Linked DNA regions of Zea mays: region 2 is linked to region 1. A link is a contact called in public HiChIP or PLAC-seq data. All regions are on one chromosome and are shown on one strand. The core of a region is the stretch at or near the end of the contact, and the rest is flanking DNA. Distances in the headings are between cores, read along the strand shown.

What was found. HiChIP or PLAC-seq counts read pairs in DNA pulled down with a chosen protein or histone mark.
Region 2: an H3K4me3 HiChIP or PLAC-seq map of leaf shows a contact between it and region 1, with 2.1 times the contacts expected there. The contact joins the promoter of LOC100170244 here to the promoter of LOC103633527 in region 1. A contact is called at or near these places in 9 of 25 Hi-C or Micro-C datasets (bundle sheath, ear, endosperm and 2 more) and 1 of 3 datasets of contacts at active chromatin or transcription factors (leaf).

The regions. Positions count from the first base shown.
Region 1 is chr7:180,165,956-180,169,965 of Zm-B73-REFERENCE-NAM-5.0, forward strand. LOC103633527 (haloacid dehalogenase-like hydrolase domain-containing protein 3) reads right to left here and starts at 1,909. Exons shown (of 6, transcript XM_008655211.4): 1 at 1,298-1,909; 2 at 834-940; 3 at 1-12. The coding sequence starts at 1,558.
Region 2 is chr7:180,306,930-180,310,939 of Zm-B73-REFERENCE-NAM-5.0, forward strand. It overlaps LOC100170244, which reads left to right and starts at 2,335. Exons shown (of 4, transcript NM_001367050.1): 1 at 2,335-2,513. It overlaps LOC103633528 (F-box protein SKIP5), which reads left to right. Exons shown (of 5, transcript XM_008655212.4): 5 at 527-1,115. The coding sequence ends at 890.

The DNA.
Region 1 (4,010 bases), core at 659-3,158:
TCATCGACATACCTGGAGAAACCCAGATGCGTTAGGATTGGGATTTCAGTTGCAGTCCAACTGTTCAAGTCCAAGCAATAGCGTGGTCGGGAGGGCTGCAGTGCAGGGCTCCCAGGCACAGCTCTTTTTAGTAAGATAACAAACGCAAATTAGTTCGTTCTGCTTGTACATAAGTGGGCAGGCAAGATGAGCTGAAGACAAATGAAATGAAAGAAGCAGTACTACTTTGGACCACCGCCCAGGTGATCAGATATGTTGAGAAAAATCGGTGGCCATAATTATTGACCAAGATATTTCTCTTGATAGGTGTAAAGAAAGAGCCTGGAAGTACTTTATCATTATGTAGGAGTATGCTTGAAAATCACACAAAACCAGATCAAGTGACTTTTGTCAACTGTGCAGTATTTGTTGTCCTATAACGCATAAACCTACACCCTTGTAGATGCAGGAACCTAGGAATGAGTGTTCCTTCTTTTTTGGTGGGTGGGGGGTATTTTTTAGCAGTGGCATAAATAAAGCAGCAGAACTATGCTGTTTGGGAGCGAATCCTGTTCTCGGGACCAGATCTGGAAGATTTGTGATGATACAACTATCCCAGTTACTGACTTGTTCTCCCAGCTATAAAATTGCTTACGGCACTAAATTTCCCCTGGTTTGCATGCAGGGAAGCACTTCGAATCTGGTTGTTCCAAAAGATTGAAGCCTCTGAAGTGAACGATCAGCAGCTTGTAACCACTTTTAATACCATAGGTCCAGGATTCGTTTGAATTTACGCAAAAGCACGAGACATGTGTCAAACTACGATGAACAGTCACAAGTCGAGTGGGGCTTACCTCAGACGCGATCGACCCCATGGCTGCGCATAAGCTAGCCGGTACCGCATCAGAATCTCATCCTCTGAGTAATTCACTCCGTACTTCTGGCCTATCGTCCTGTACACCTGAAATAGACGTTTGTTTGTATTTAAAAAAGCAGACATCAGAATACATACTTAATTAATTAAACGCGTCAGAGAGAACAAGAACATGTTGTGCAAGTGCAACTCATAGCTCCTCCTGGGTACGAAACAGCCCGAGACCGCATATACAGTGGAGAGAAACAGCAGATGAGATCAACTCCAGTCACCCCGCGCGCCACACAGAGCGCGCATGGCTGAGCCGAAATCAACCTGCATGCCGCAGCAATCGCTACCGCCCGACCGCACATGCAGCAGCAGGCAACGAACCGGGCACGCGACGCAGCCGCGAAGGACGCGAGCCAGAGAGCGAGGGCGGGGGCGGGGGCGAGCGGATCGGACCTGCGCCATGGGCTCGGTGGGGGCGAGCAGCGTGCCGGCGGCGTCGACGAGGATGGCCTTGTGCGTGATGTCGCCGTACATGGCGCGGCGGTAGTCGTAGTACTCCCGCGCGCCCAAGAGCTCCCACCTCGCAGCCCCCGGGCCCGCGCCCGCGGCCACCTCCGCCGCCGTCCCGAGCGGCCGCCTCTCGCCGCGGCCGCCCGCGGCGAGCGCCGGCTGCAGCACGGCGGCGGCGACCGCGCGTAGCCGCGCCACCGCCATTGCTTGCGAGGCGGCGAAGAGGAGGAGTGAGGGAGGGAGGGAGGGAGGGATGGAGTGAGGTCGATGGCGTCGCCGTGCCGTGGGCTCCTGTGGTCCTCGGAGCAGGGGGGGCTAGTGGTGGCGGTTTATAGGCGGCGAAGGCGTGGCGAGTGGTGTGGTGACTGTGATGTGAGGAGGTTTATAGGCCTTGCTCGTTCGTTCGTTCGGCGGCTGGGTTTTTTCAATTTCAGGTGGTGTTTGCAACTTCGGATCGGATGGATCATTTATTTGAACATGTTTTTGGTTTGGTCAGAGTTGGATCATCATGAAAACATGGAGGTGACATATCAGTCAGACAGTCACCACCAAGATTTGCAACGCTTTATTCGTGGATGGGTCGTCGTGGATGTTTGCAAACAAAATTCCAGCATATTTCTATCTTTTAGTATATCCGAATAGAGTAGATGGATTGGATAGAGCATGGCACTTGCTTTCTGAATCTGAACACCGACTTTTGGAAGTGCTCTTCTGCTCGATCAGGTGGGAGGAGTGAGGTTGGTTGGACTCCAGACCAAGTCGCTCGAAATTATTGATATATCAATTCTTTTATTCATTCGTTCGTTCGTTCCAATGGACACGAAATAAAGCCGTTTCCATCAACATGAGTCCGCATGCCACAGAGCCAAATGGTTTCTCGTCCTGCCACGTCCTACGGCTTTGTCATGTACCGTCGCGACGACAAAAGCAGCACAAAGTTATTACCTTATTATTCTTTAGCTTGCAATACACATCACCTTTGCATTAGCTTAGTTTAGTTTAGAGAGACCAGGTTCGTGCTCTCCAGCTTGGTTGGTAGTGTATGTAGTATCCCGTCGAATTTTTTTTAATGGACCGCGCCGGAATACAAGGAAAATGTTTCACGTACGATCCACCTGAAGTAACACCAATTTCAAACATATGGCTGTTGTTGTCTCTTGTTCTGAACTGTAAATTATGAGTCATTACATGATTTTAGTCGTATCAAAGTCTATCACTGGAGTAGTGTATCAGCGCTCCAAATTTATCAAGACATCAACCCCTCCCCGCTTCGGCACCCGTTCCAAGACGGGTCTGGTGCAGCCGGCAACGTTCCAATTTCGAGAGAAAAAATGCTGCAGCCGCCCGACTACAAACCAGGATGGTTACAGCCCCTCACAAAAAGAAGGATAGACCTTACCTGCAGATCCACTAGGTAACGTTTTATCTACTTTTGTGAGGTGCTGCAAACATCCTAGTTTGTAGACGGGCTACAGCAAAAAAAAAATTCCCAAATTTGTGAGCGAGTTTGTTAAACCTGGTTGCTAAACTGGACACACACCTCATCGGTCGTGTTTTTTTTGCAAACTACTGGTGGAGTAGCTGGCTAGCGCTGCAGCTAAGATGTTAACTGAAAATTGATTTAGTTATTAGCCCACCTGTTTGGACAGTTGTACAATTACAGTCCCCGGAGAAGAAACGGACACCGACTGCAGTTGGTACGCTTTATCCGAGTGGTGGTCTGAACAGATATCATTTTCCCGGCCGTGCTCGCTAGACGTGTGGCCGCGACGCCGCGACCTCGCAGCGCGCACCGTGGGCGCGGCGGCGGCTCCGAGTCTGATCGCACCCGTGGCCGGCCGGACATGTGGCCCCCACTCACCGAACAGGGATCGCTCGGCCGCTTCGCTTGGCCCAGACGCAGACGGCAAGCGATCTACCTGAACCACAAGCACCCCCCGTTTCCTCCAACTTGCGAGCGAACGAACGATGCTGTCAAACTTAGATCTTCTGAATCAAATTTCTGCGTCGTCATTGGAGTGTGAGATTCAGGCCACATAAACTCTCCTTTTTTTCTGTAGAAGAGGAGAGAAAAGATTCAAGCCACATATTTTTTTTTAAAAAAAAAGAGGAGGGGGTGAAAAGATTCAGCCTCGGACCACAAATACGCGGCAAACTCGCATCGTGTTTTGAAACGGCAAGCGAACGATCATATCATCATTACCGGTATATAGTTAGTAGTCTTGTGACGCTAAACCCAACCCGCGTCTTGTAGCGAGAAAACCAGGCAGAAAACGCTCCCGTCGTCGCTCGTATTTCCGCGCTGACCCCTGACAAACCCGGCAGCCGGCACCCTCCTCGACTTCAGAAAAAGAAGGGGAAGGGTGATGGAAATTCGCCTGCCACTCGAAAACCAGTGGTGGCAGACGAGCCGGCGGGAACGTGCGGCGGGGGAGGAGCAGGCCACACACGGCCAGCCGGGGGGTGTCGCCGTCGCCGTCGCGGCGGGCCGAGTCGTGCGCCTCTGCGCTGCGCGCGATCAAATACTTGGAGGTGGAGGCGCGCGTCTGCGGGTGGGTGGGTGGGAGCGGTCCTCCAGGACCAGGAGGCGAAAAGGATCGCTGCTCCAAGGCGCAAGCGCAAGTGGTCCGTCCGACCAACAGCTCGGAGGCGGGGG
Region 2 (4,010 bases), core at 1,085-3,584, 140 kb after region 1:
ATATTACTCGCTAGTGAGGAGTTGTACCCTGTGGGAAATAGCTGGAGCAAGAGGTATTCTTACCTCTTCGCTGTACAGCCAGTAGACAACTGAGGCCTACTGCTGGTCGTGGCTGTTCTCTCTCTCTCTCTCTTGTTACAGGCACATATGTGTATCTAGAATATTGCATGTGTGCTCTCCTCTTTCTTCTTTTTAATATAATGATGCACAGCTGTCCTACGGGTTTGAGGAGAAAAAAACTTTTATTCCTGGGTATGCCCCCTTTTCTGTTTTATGCTTGACTTAAGGTTATTAATTCAACTATATTCTATTGTTAGTAGTTTATGTCTGTCTGATAGTTGAGAGGATACAATTTATTGATCTATTGTCTTTTTTCCCATGGAATTGAGTTGGTAAATGGTAATGTAAGTTCTGTCTACTTCAGAAAGCAATGAACTTGCACACTGGTACATGGTTCTGTTTATCTTGCTGTTTCTGTCAATGTCTCAGTCTTACCTAGGTTTCCATTGATTGGCCTATCAAACAGCGCACTGGAGTTTCTATCAACATGCAAGATTGCAAATCTGACTATTAGAGCAGAACTCGGATGCTGCTTGCTGCATCGAGGCGGTAGATTGACCATCCAGGAGTGTCTGCTGCAGTGCGAGCAAAACCCTTTGGACCACCTGTCCTTCCCAATAATCAGCACAGCGATAGAGTACGATCCATTCTCATCCCTCAAGGAGCAAGGGCACGGAGTAACGGTCGTCCGCACCAGGATCGAAGGAGGCGCGAGGGCCGTCAGGACGAACGGCACACTCGCGCTGCGCCATGTGCGGGCCATCTATTCCCGCAGCTCTGTTTTCTTCTGGTTCGAAGTAGGAGAGAAAGTAGAAGCGCCTGTACACTAGCAAAAAAACCCGTGTTCGTTCTTGTATGTCAGTGTTGGTATCACCCTAGCGTGCGTTTGGTGAACTCGGACGGCTGCCTCGTGTCTGTTGTGATCTCTTTATAATTATAATACCCCACTGATGTTTGAACCAACAAACAATGGACATGTTGCTTTTGTTTTTCCTTAAATTGAGCCATGGAGTCTGTAGAGTACAGATTCACAGGTGGCGATGGCATTGATGAAACTTTCCCCAGTTTTTGGATCGTCCGCTCGGGTCATTGATTGGCTGCTTGTGGTGTTTTAATCACGCCTTGGGCGTTGGATGGCGTTATCTGAACGGAAGGACAGGATGGGGACCAATCTGGATTTTTACCCTGCGAGGTTGCTATTTCATGCTGCAGCTCTTGTTAACTTGTTGCTCTGCTGTGTTGCTGGCTGTTGAAGCAAGAACAAAGAACTCAGGTAGCAATGGTGTACCGTGTACTGTAGTTGAATTCCTGTCCATCTTCATCTCCGTGTGTATCGTACACGTCAATACAGTACTGCCACATGAACAAGTTGGGGAATCCGTTGTTGATCCTTGGGACGGATCCTTTTCATTTCCCCCCCTGCCAGAAACAATGGCAGTGGCTATTCAAGTCCATGTCGATTACTGTAATAAATGCATAATTACTCAATCCTCTGCCCGTTGCTTAAATCTATGCAGTAACTTGTCCTTGGCACTTGTTTACCGCTTGCTCAGGTGAGGCCAACGAAGCGAAGCAGGGAAAAAGCCAGCGTGAGAACGACGAGTGAGTGAGTGAGTGAGTGAGGTGGGGGGGGGGGGGGGGGGGGAGGGGGAGGGTGGATCCGGTCTAGTGACTCGTGTCATCTAAGGCCTTGTTCGTTTCTATCGGATTCTACCCGGAATCGTTCCAGCTAATCAAAGTTTATATAAATTAGAGAAATAATCCGGTTAGAAATCGTTCCGACCCACTAATCCGGCACAAACGAACAAGACCTAATAGAGAAACCTGAGAGTTGCAAACCGGCTGTCTCAGGCCGGCCTACTGGACCGTTGCTCACGTGTAATCTCCGGCGAAACAATCCGTTCCCGTTGAACGGCACGCTCGATTGGGTAATTCGAATTCCCTTTTTTTTTTCACTGTCTGTCCGTCAGGATGTGCCACCCTGCTAAAGCTGACTTTGTCTTCAGAATCGGCAAAGCTGAACTCGCACTTTCACTACCGTCATTCGGAAAGACGTAGACTCCTCCTCCAGCAAAGCTCTTAACTTTCAGTTTTTTATTCGACTCCATACTAGCAAGAGTTTTTTATACATAAACCTCGCAATTTGTTGGTGTTTTACATGAGTAAAATTAAAACGCATGTTTGTTAATCTTAACCAAACCCCGAGAAGGGTAAAAGAAGACACCCGTCCGTAACTTTCTCTCACTGTGCCTGCTCGGGGGAAGCGAGAGCCGAGAGAGACAGGAGATGCTTTAATTCGAACGCGGTTGCCTCCTCCCTCGAGCCCTTCTCCTTCCTTCTTTCCTTGCTTCCTCCCCCCACAGCCACAGTGGCATATCGCATCACGCCAAAGCCCATCCGCCGGCCGTAGATCGGCTCCGGCAACCGGCTTCGACCGCGGCCTCCCCTCTGAGGTGACGCATTGTTCTCGCCTGTCCGGTTTCCTCGTCTCCTCCCGAAGAAAGATGATTGGATTTTTTTTTAAATCTTGGGGGCCTTGCAATGTTCCTGCGATTCTCGGCCCGTTCTCGCTCAAGCGTGAGTGCGGGATCAGGGGCGCGGGCGGTTTGAGCGCGTGCGGCGGTTGTGGGTTAGGGTTCTAGCTCCGTCCGGTTTGGGGGGGGGGGGGGGGGGGGGGGGATTTTGCGGCTCTGGAAATGATCGCAGATTCGCAGGTGTTGCCTGGTTATGTGCCGAGGTGCTGGGTTTCTCTTGGTTCACACTTTTTTCCCCTGCCTCTTCCTCTCGATGTGGCGTGTGTATTGTTGGTTAGCTAAATGCAGCGCGAGCCATTCTTGGATCGTAATCTAATGAATCAGATAGTTTGCTTGCACGCTTGCACAGAATGACTGCTTGTATAGCAGTCGTTACCACATATGTGATGCTTGTTATTCTTTTCCCAGTCTCAACTATGACCACTTGAGCTCATGGCACCGTTTCTTAGTTCTAAAAAATTATATTGCTCATTGGAGTTTCCCCCTCTCCTTTTGTTTCTCTACAAGTCATTTAAGCTCGCCATTCTGTTGAATCATACTAGATCACCATTTCCATGTCCCTACAATTTCATGTAGTGTCCGGCCAACAGCTTCGGTTTTCCCTACCTTCATAAAGAAGACTTCAATTTCCAAGGCGTGTTCCCTTCGGAGCAGTCATGAGACGTGCTCATTTGTGATTTGAGTTATGATGCCTGTATCTTTCTGGCACCACGTTGCCATACTTTCTTTTGTCCACTGTTTCGGCATCCCCACCGGGGAAAAAATCATGGGTTCTGTCTAATGGCAATTATTAGAGATCCTGCCATGTTGCTGGCAATTCGTTATGCGATGAGGGAAATGAGCTTAGCTGCCCTTCTTTTCTGGGGGCGATTTGATTGCCACTGTAAGTACCTGCCGGCCTACTGCTTCTGGAGCAACACGAGGTGTGGTGGAGGTCGATGGAAGTGTCAGTTTGGCACCTCTTTTCCATTTCATGTAGTAATCATGTTCTACCACTTCATCATTTGCCTCCAGTCCACCACGGCACCACCAACTTTCCACCCCTCACATTAGTTTTTCTCCTCAGTCTTGTGTTCCTGCTGCTTCCTGTGAATGGATTGGTTCTAGATCAACTGGCAAACAAACTTTCTTGTTCTTTGCTATGTGTGGGAAATGATGCTGTTTTATGACTTCAGTTTTGTCTATCCATTGTTAGTGTGGGTTTCTCTTTAACTTCACTTGTCAGCATACCTGCAATGAAAAAAAAATTTGATTCAAACATGCATTAAATCTGCAAGGGAAAAACTTGAAAATGTTCAGGAACCCAAGTTTTTGGTTTTAAATGTTTTCACTTGGAAGTTTTGTGCATTTGACAGGCGTAGAATCTATCTTTGTGTAGTAACAAATCTTATGTCCTATTTGGAGCATGTGAATATT